2 separate regions of the Oryctolagus cuniculus genome follow, and region 1 is linked to region 2. Evidence: chromatin contacts called from public Micro-C data. All regions are on one chromosome and are shown on one strand. Each heading gives the region's core, a stretch centred on a gene start, on an enhancer-like site or on the middle of the called end of the contact. The rest is flanking DNA. Distances are from core to core; before and after follow the strand shown.

The links. Hi-C and Micro-C count contacts between places; a contact is called where the count stands out from the background.
Region 1: a Micro-C map of ear pinna shows a contact between it and region 2, with 3 times the contacts expected there. The contact joins the promoter of TIMP3 here to the enhancer-like site in region 2. A contact is called at or near these places in 3 of 6 Hi-C or Micro-C datasets (ear pinna, psoas muscle and an unstated tissue).

What each region holds. Positions count from the first base shown.
Region 1 is chr11:110,656,544-110,659,510 of mOryCun1.1, forward strand. TIMP3 (TIMP metallopeptidase inhibitor 3) reads left to right here and starts at 1,638. Exons shown (of 5, transcript NM_001195682.1): 1 at 1,638-1,758. The coding sequence starts at 1,638. All of the region lies in intron 5 of SYN3 (synapsin III), which reads right to left.
Region 2 is chr11:110,539,226-110,542,233 of mOryCun1.1, forward strand. The region is part of intron 5 of SYN3 (synapsin III); the gene reads right to left. Among named protein-coding and RNA genes, the nearest start is that of TIMP3, 120 kb to the right of the region's middle. Within about 2 kb of position 1,471, at least 4 of the 8 cell types and tissues checked have an H3K27ac peak or open chromatin away from gene starts, as enhancers often do. A contact at or near this core is called in ear pinna, where this site is marked.

The DNA of each region.
Region 1 (2,967 bases), core at 388-2,887, 120 kb after region 2:
GTGTAGTCTGGTTTTCAACAGGAGGAGACAGGACAGAAAGGAAAAGGTTGAAAGAAAGTGGAAGACCCCAGCTGCATAAGGGCATTTGCCCACGTGCATTATGGGAGCTGCTGAAGTCCAGGCTGATAACCATCTCTTCTAAGTAAGAGGAGTCAGTGGAAACTACCTGGTGGATTGACTTCCTCGCCGGTTGCCAAATCCTTCCACCTCTTGGTGCCGGTTTTCTTATGCTGAAAGAATGAATGACGCGGGTGCTTGCTTTTCCTATCAGAAAGATTCCCCGGAGATACCACCAGGTGAGGTATGGCGCCTCCCTTGGAACATTGCGAAGGGAAATCAAGCTGTTGTTGAACGATCGGGATCATAACTGGACTAATTATTTGCAGCCTTCCATGAGAGCTGGGGTCCAGTTTGGGATCGAGTGCACCCCAGAGTTCCTGGCTGAAGGTGGGAGACCCGTGCGCTCTGGGCAGGGTTCGGCACACAAGCTCAGGGCGTTGCGCAAACCTCTCTCGATACCTGCTGCCCTGGCCTGCAGCTTGCGCGGGGCTCAGCCTGCCTTAGCCCACTCCTCAGCACCCAGGTCGCCCCCCCCCCCCAGCCCTCCTCTTTCCGTCCCCCCCCCCCCCCCCGGTCTCTCCAACCCCTGACCCTGCTCTGTGCTCTGGCGTCACAGAACAAGATCGCGTGCGTTCAGGACGTCCACGGGAGCAAGGGCTTGGGCTTGCGTACTCCAGCGCCTGCAACAGCCTGTGTTGAATGAATTCACAACTCTGCCTTGTGCCCAGCCTGCCCGGGGAAGCCACTGCTATCGCAGCCAGCTAGCTCCAATCGGCAGCTGGCTCCCTCGCAGCCAGAACATGAGGGAGGGAGGCGTCGTCGGTCTGGGTATTTTTCGGAGACCCTGCTCTCGCCAGAGAAGGCGCGCGGGTAACAGCTCCCGCTACGTGCCCCAGCCGGCGCGCTCCAGGTCCGCCAGGACCCAGGCCCCCCTCCTCTGCCCTGCGTGGGTGGGTCGGGGTCGATTGTGGTGTGGGACGGACGTGGAGCGAGGGTCGGGCGAAAGTGGGCACGGGGCCGCCGCTGGGAGAGCCGGCGGCGGGCGCGGGTCCGGGGCGCGCCCAGCCCACCCACTCGCGTGCCCACAGCAGCATTATTCCCTATAAGGATCTGAACGGTCCGGGGGCGGCCCCGCCCCGCCGGCCCGCGCCCCCGGCCCCGCCCCCTTTTCGGAGGGCCGATGAGGTAATGCGGCTCTGCCATTGGTCGGAGGGGGCGGCCCCGTGCGCCCGGGGGAGGGTGTTCCCGGGGCGCCCGGGCTATATCTCCCGGCGGCCGGGGCAGCGGCGCAGAGTGGGCAGCGGGCAGGCGCGGGCGTTCGGTAGTTTCTGCTTCTCGGACTCCGGCTCCTCCTGCTCCTTCGGCTCCCGCTCCTTCGCTGGGAGAGCCCGCCCGCCTGCCTGTCCGCCTACCCGCGCAGTTTGTGCGCCAGCGCCTTGTCCCGCTGGGCACTCGGAGGCCAAAGTTGCCCCGCACGACTGAGCGGGAGAGCTCGGGCTGCGGCAGCCCCGCCGGCGGCGCGCACCGCAAGTTTGCAGAGGCGAGTGGCAGTCCCAGCGGCGGCAGCGGCAGCGGCGATGACTCTGTGGCTCGGCCTCGTGGTGCTCCTGGGCAGCTGGGGACTGGGGGACTGGGGCGCCGAGGCGTGCACATGCTCGCCTAGCCACCCCCAGGACGCCTTCTGCAACTCCGACATCGGTAAGCGCTCCGAGTGCGCTGCTGCCTGGGCTGCTGCGGGACTCCCGGTCTCCGCCCCAGGCACTGGGCGCAGGGGTGCAGGGGCGGGGTGGCGGGGCTCCGTGTCCTCGGGCGGAGGGAGCTCTGACGTGGCCGACACAGCACCCTTCGCCGGCCCTGAGGGTCTGAGGTCCCTCCTGGTCCGTTTGACAGCTGGGCCAAGTTCCCCACTCGGGATTGAAGGAAGAAGGGCTGGGGGAGAAGAGGAGGGAGAGGGTTCCTAAAACTTGGCCGCGCTAACTTACCCCCCCTGGGCTGTTGCGTGTCCTTGCTATTAATTTTTTTTAAAGTTGCCAGCCAAGTGCCAGACCCTGCACCCTGCAAGAACTCCAAAGTTGCAGGTGGAACTTGGAGGGTTCTGCTTTTGCCACCTCTCCTATCGATTCCCTTCTTCCCCCTGGGACCCAACCCAGCCGCAGGCTCCCCAAGCCAGTGGAAGCTGGGGCTCTGGGGCTGCCAAGTTTGGGCGGATATAGGTGGAAAAAGGAAGAGAGAGCTTGGCGGGGTGGGGGGTGGGGGGAGGTGATAGCAAGCTCGTGGTGGCTGTGAGGGCTCACTTACCAAATAGCTGTGAAAACTCGCAGGAAGGTTTTTTTTTTTTTTTCTGGAGTTGTGTGTGTGTGTGTGTGTGTGTGTGTGTGTGTGTGTGTGTAGATGACACCTGGTGAACAGATTTGCCACCAAAAGAACCAAGATGCCAAGGGTCACATTGTGGCAACAGTTCCAAACTGGACTTTGAGCCTGGCTTAGACCCTGCAGGAAGTGCAGCTCCTTCTCCCCAAAGACCTTGAGGGAGGGTGTCCTGGGAAAACTTGTCTGGGAGTGTGTGGGACACTTGGATCGGGATGGCCAGAGGTGGAGTGGCAGATGGAACGCGTCTCTCCCCTCCTCTGCGGCTCAGCAGGCGTGCGAACCGAGTGTCCCCGCTGCGTGCGTGCGTGCGTTGCGTGTGTGTGTGTGTGTGTGTGTGTGTGTGAAGTGCAGTCATACAGGGAAGCAAATCTTCTACTGGTGAGGGACCCTACACGTGTGTTGCGGGGAGGAGCCCCAGGTTGGGAGGGGCACTGCGGGTGAGTCAGGCGCAGCCTTGGAGAAGCTGGAGAGGGGGCCCCCGGTGCTTGGAGGTCGTTCGGGTTGGCAGCCAGGGGTGTTTGTGTGGTCTGTTTGGTC
Region 2 (3,008 bases), core at 221-2,720:
TGCTATTCCTAGAACCTTACTTCCAAGCTTCTAATTTCATTCATGTACTTGCAGACCCAGGCGCCGTGCCAGATGCTGGGGAGTCCAGGGTTCAAGGCAGAAAGAACCTGGCTATCGTTTTGTCTGACTGTGCCTACTCTCAATAAGCATGTTATCCAAATCCACTCCTTAAGGAGAGACTTCAGCCAGCTGAATGTGGACAGGGGGATGTCCATTTGTCCTTCACCTGGAATGTCAATCAGGTAAGTAGCTACACCAGACCCAGTTCTTTTTTGGGCATTGCCTCTAGGTCAGCGTATCTCTGGTGAGTGCCCCGGGAACAGTGGAGTTGTCAGGTGCACCTGGCTCAGGGTGCCCACCAGGTGGCGGCATTCCAACAGATTCTCAACCAGCTGGGGTCATTGAGAAGCAGGGCCTACTGTCTGCATGGAGGGGTGAGGCCACTCAGTGTCTGACAAGGACAGAGAGTGGGCCTCAGCTCCAGTTAAGGTACAGATCTTCTGAAGGCAGGAGGCCAGGGGTGGTTGGTATGGAGCGAGAAATCATGGCCAGGCAAAAGGAAAATGGCACCACATGTTGCCTTGTTCAATCCCACAGACCTTCCAGATGCCTTTTCCTGGTTCTCCCTGTCTCCAGGTCTGTGTCTGATGCTCTCCTGCGGGGCTCTCCACCACAGCACCTGCCACACTGAATTTGCATCACTGATCTCCCTGTCATTCCCTTTCACACAGCTGGGGCCAGGTCAGTTTCCTGTTGGAAACCCTAGTGCCTATACAGCATCTGGGCCCCGGGTAAGGATTGACGTTTCTCTGCCACATGAATGGAGCTCACTCACAGCCAGAACTAAAACCAGACTCTCCCTTGAGTACCAACACCCTGGGGAGGGCACCTTGGGCCTCTGACGCCGTTGACCTCAAAGATGGAAAACTGCAAGGTGGGAGGCCGAGAGGTGCGGCTCAGAGGTTCTTACTACGAGCCATAAAGGATGAACTTGACGTCTAACTCTACCCCGAAGATGTCAGTCTTGTCCACCTCAGCCAGGCCGACCAGGTGGGGGAGATGGAAACTCGGGATCTGGCCAAGTCTGGTGCCTGCTGGAGAGAACATGCCCTGTAAGTCTGTATTTCATTTCCGGGAGGGAGGAAGGCGCGAGTCTTAGGGCCCCACCCTCTGGGACAAACGGATTCAACCTGCTTCTCTGCCGCCTTCCTGCAGGCCCTCCGCCCTACCATCCTGGCAGCTCTACCTCCCCCTCTGGAGCTCCAGCACAGAGCAGAGCCCAGTCAGAGCCGCCCAGATGGGCCCAACCTCCCTGCGTTCCAGTCGCGGCCAAAGCCTGCCCGGGAACAAGTGGAGAGCCCCTCTCGGAGGAAGTGATTCAGAAACCGCCATGGCCTGGCGGCCCGCCGTGACTCACAGCACATCAATGGGGAATTGTGTGTGGAGGCTGAGAATACCAAAGCGCTTTTCTTTCCTTCCTTCCTTCTTTGCCTTTCCCTTGGCGGCATTGTGCAACACCAGGCTGCCCAGAGACATGTGTTTCTCATCAGCGACTCGGGCAGTCACCTTGGAGGACTAGGGAGAAAGCAAGGCAGGGAGGGGACAGGCCGCGAGGGGACCTGCAGCAGCCGGGGGCGCCCTTGTCTTTCATGGCACCTTTCGGGTCAACACCAACAGCCTCACTGAGCATCTGGAGTGGGGGAGAGAAGGATTTTGGATCTGGGAGAAAGCTCAAGGGTCTGTTTGCAGAGGAGGAAATGGAGGCCCCCAGGAGGCCCCCAGGAGGCCCCCAGGAGGCAACGCAAGTGCTTTGCCAAAGTCAAGTTGCATCGTGCGTCTTGGTGTGGTGACTTCATTTTCTTTTTTTTTTTTAAATTAATTAATTAATTTTGTTGACAGGCAGAGTTAGACAGTGAGAGAGACAGACAGAGAGAAAGGTCTTCCTTTATCCATTGGTTCACCCCCCAAGTGGCCGCTATGGCTGGTGCATTGCAGCCGGCGCGCTGCACTGATCCAAGCCAGAAGCCAGGTGCTTCTCCTGGTCTCCCATGCGGGTGCAGGGCCCAAGCACTTGGGCCATCCTCCACTGCCTTCCTGGGCCACAGCAGAGAGCTGGACTGGAAGAAGAGCAACTGGGACAGGATCCGGCGCCCCAACCGGGACTAGAACCCGGGGTGCCAGTGCCACAGGCAGAGGATTAGCCAAGTGAGCCGTGGTACCAGCCGACTGCATTTTCTTAGCAGGATGTGTAGTTTAAGGACAATTTTTCCCCCATGAGTTGTGCCAGATGCGACACTATAGCAAGTTCAGTCACAAGTCTATCAGTGGTGCCTTTTCTCTTACCTACCAGTCTAGGGGGACTGCTCTGTGTGCCACCTGTGGGGTCCCCTGTCACATCTGATGCCCTTGTTTGGTAGTTCTCATCGAATGGGCTATTTTGCTGCCCATGACGTTGGTCCCCGTGGGTACCTGTTTTCCCCTCTTTGCCTGCCCAGCATCTTCTCCAGCATCCTTTCTCCTCCCCGGGCTCACAAATGTCTAGGCCCCACAGAGACCTGGCTCAGGCCCTCTCATCTTCTTACTCATAGCCACATTTGAGGTTTCGGCAACTACTGATTAGCGGAGGACTCCCGCCTGCTCATCTTTCCTGAGCTACAGATGTGAACACACAGCTGCCTTCTTGGCACCTCCTTTGGATGGCCCAGGCTGAATTACCATTTTCCCCCCAAAACTCTTGGACTACTTTGATTTCACTGCCGAGCAGCCACAGGCCCGGTATAGCTCGTGTTCCGAAACCTGTGCTCTGCCATCTTCCAGACCTGGGCTCCACGCCCAGATATGGCACTTAACGAGCTGCTGGGTCTTGGCCAAGGTACTCCACTTTCCAGTGCCTTCATCTGTAGGATGAGGCTAATAAAAATACCTTCTTCATAAGGCTGTCATTCAGAGGGCACGAGTTAACACAGTCGCATTAGCACAGTGCCTGGAGTGTCCTGCCGAGCTGTTAC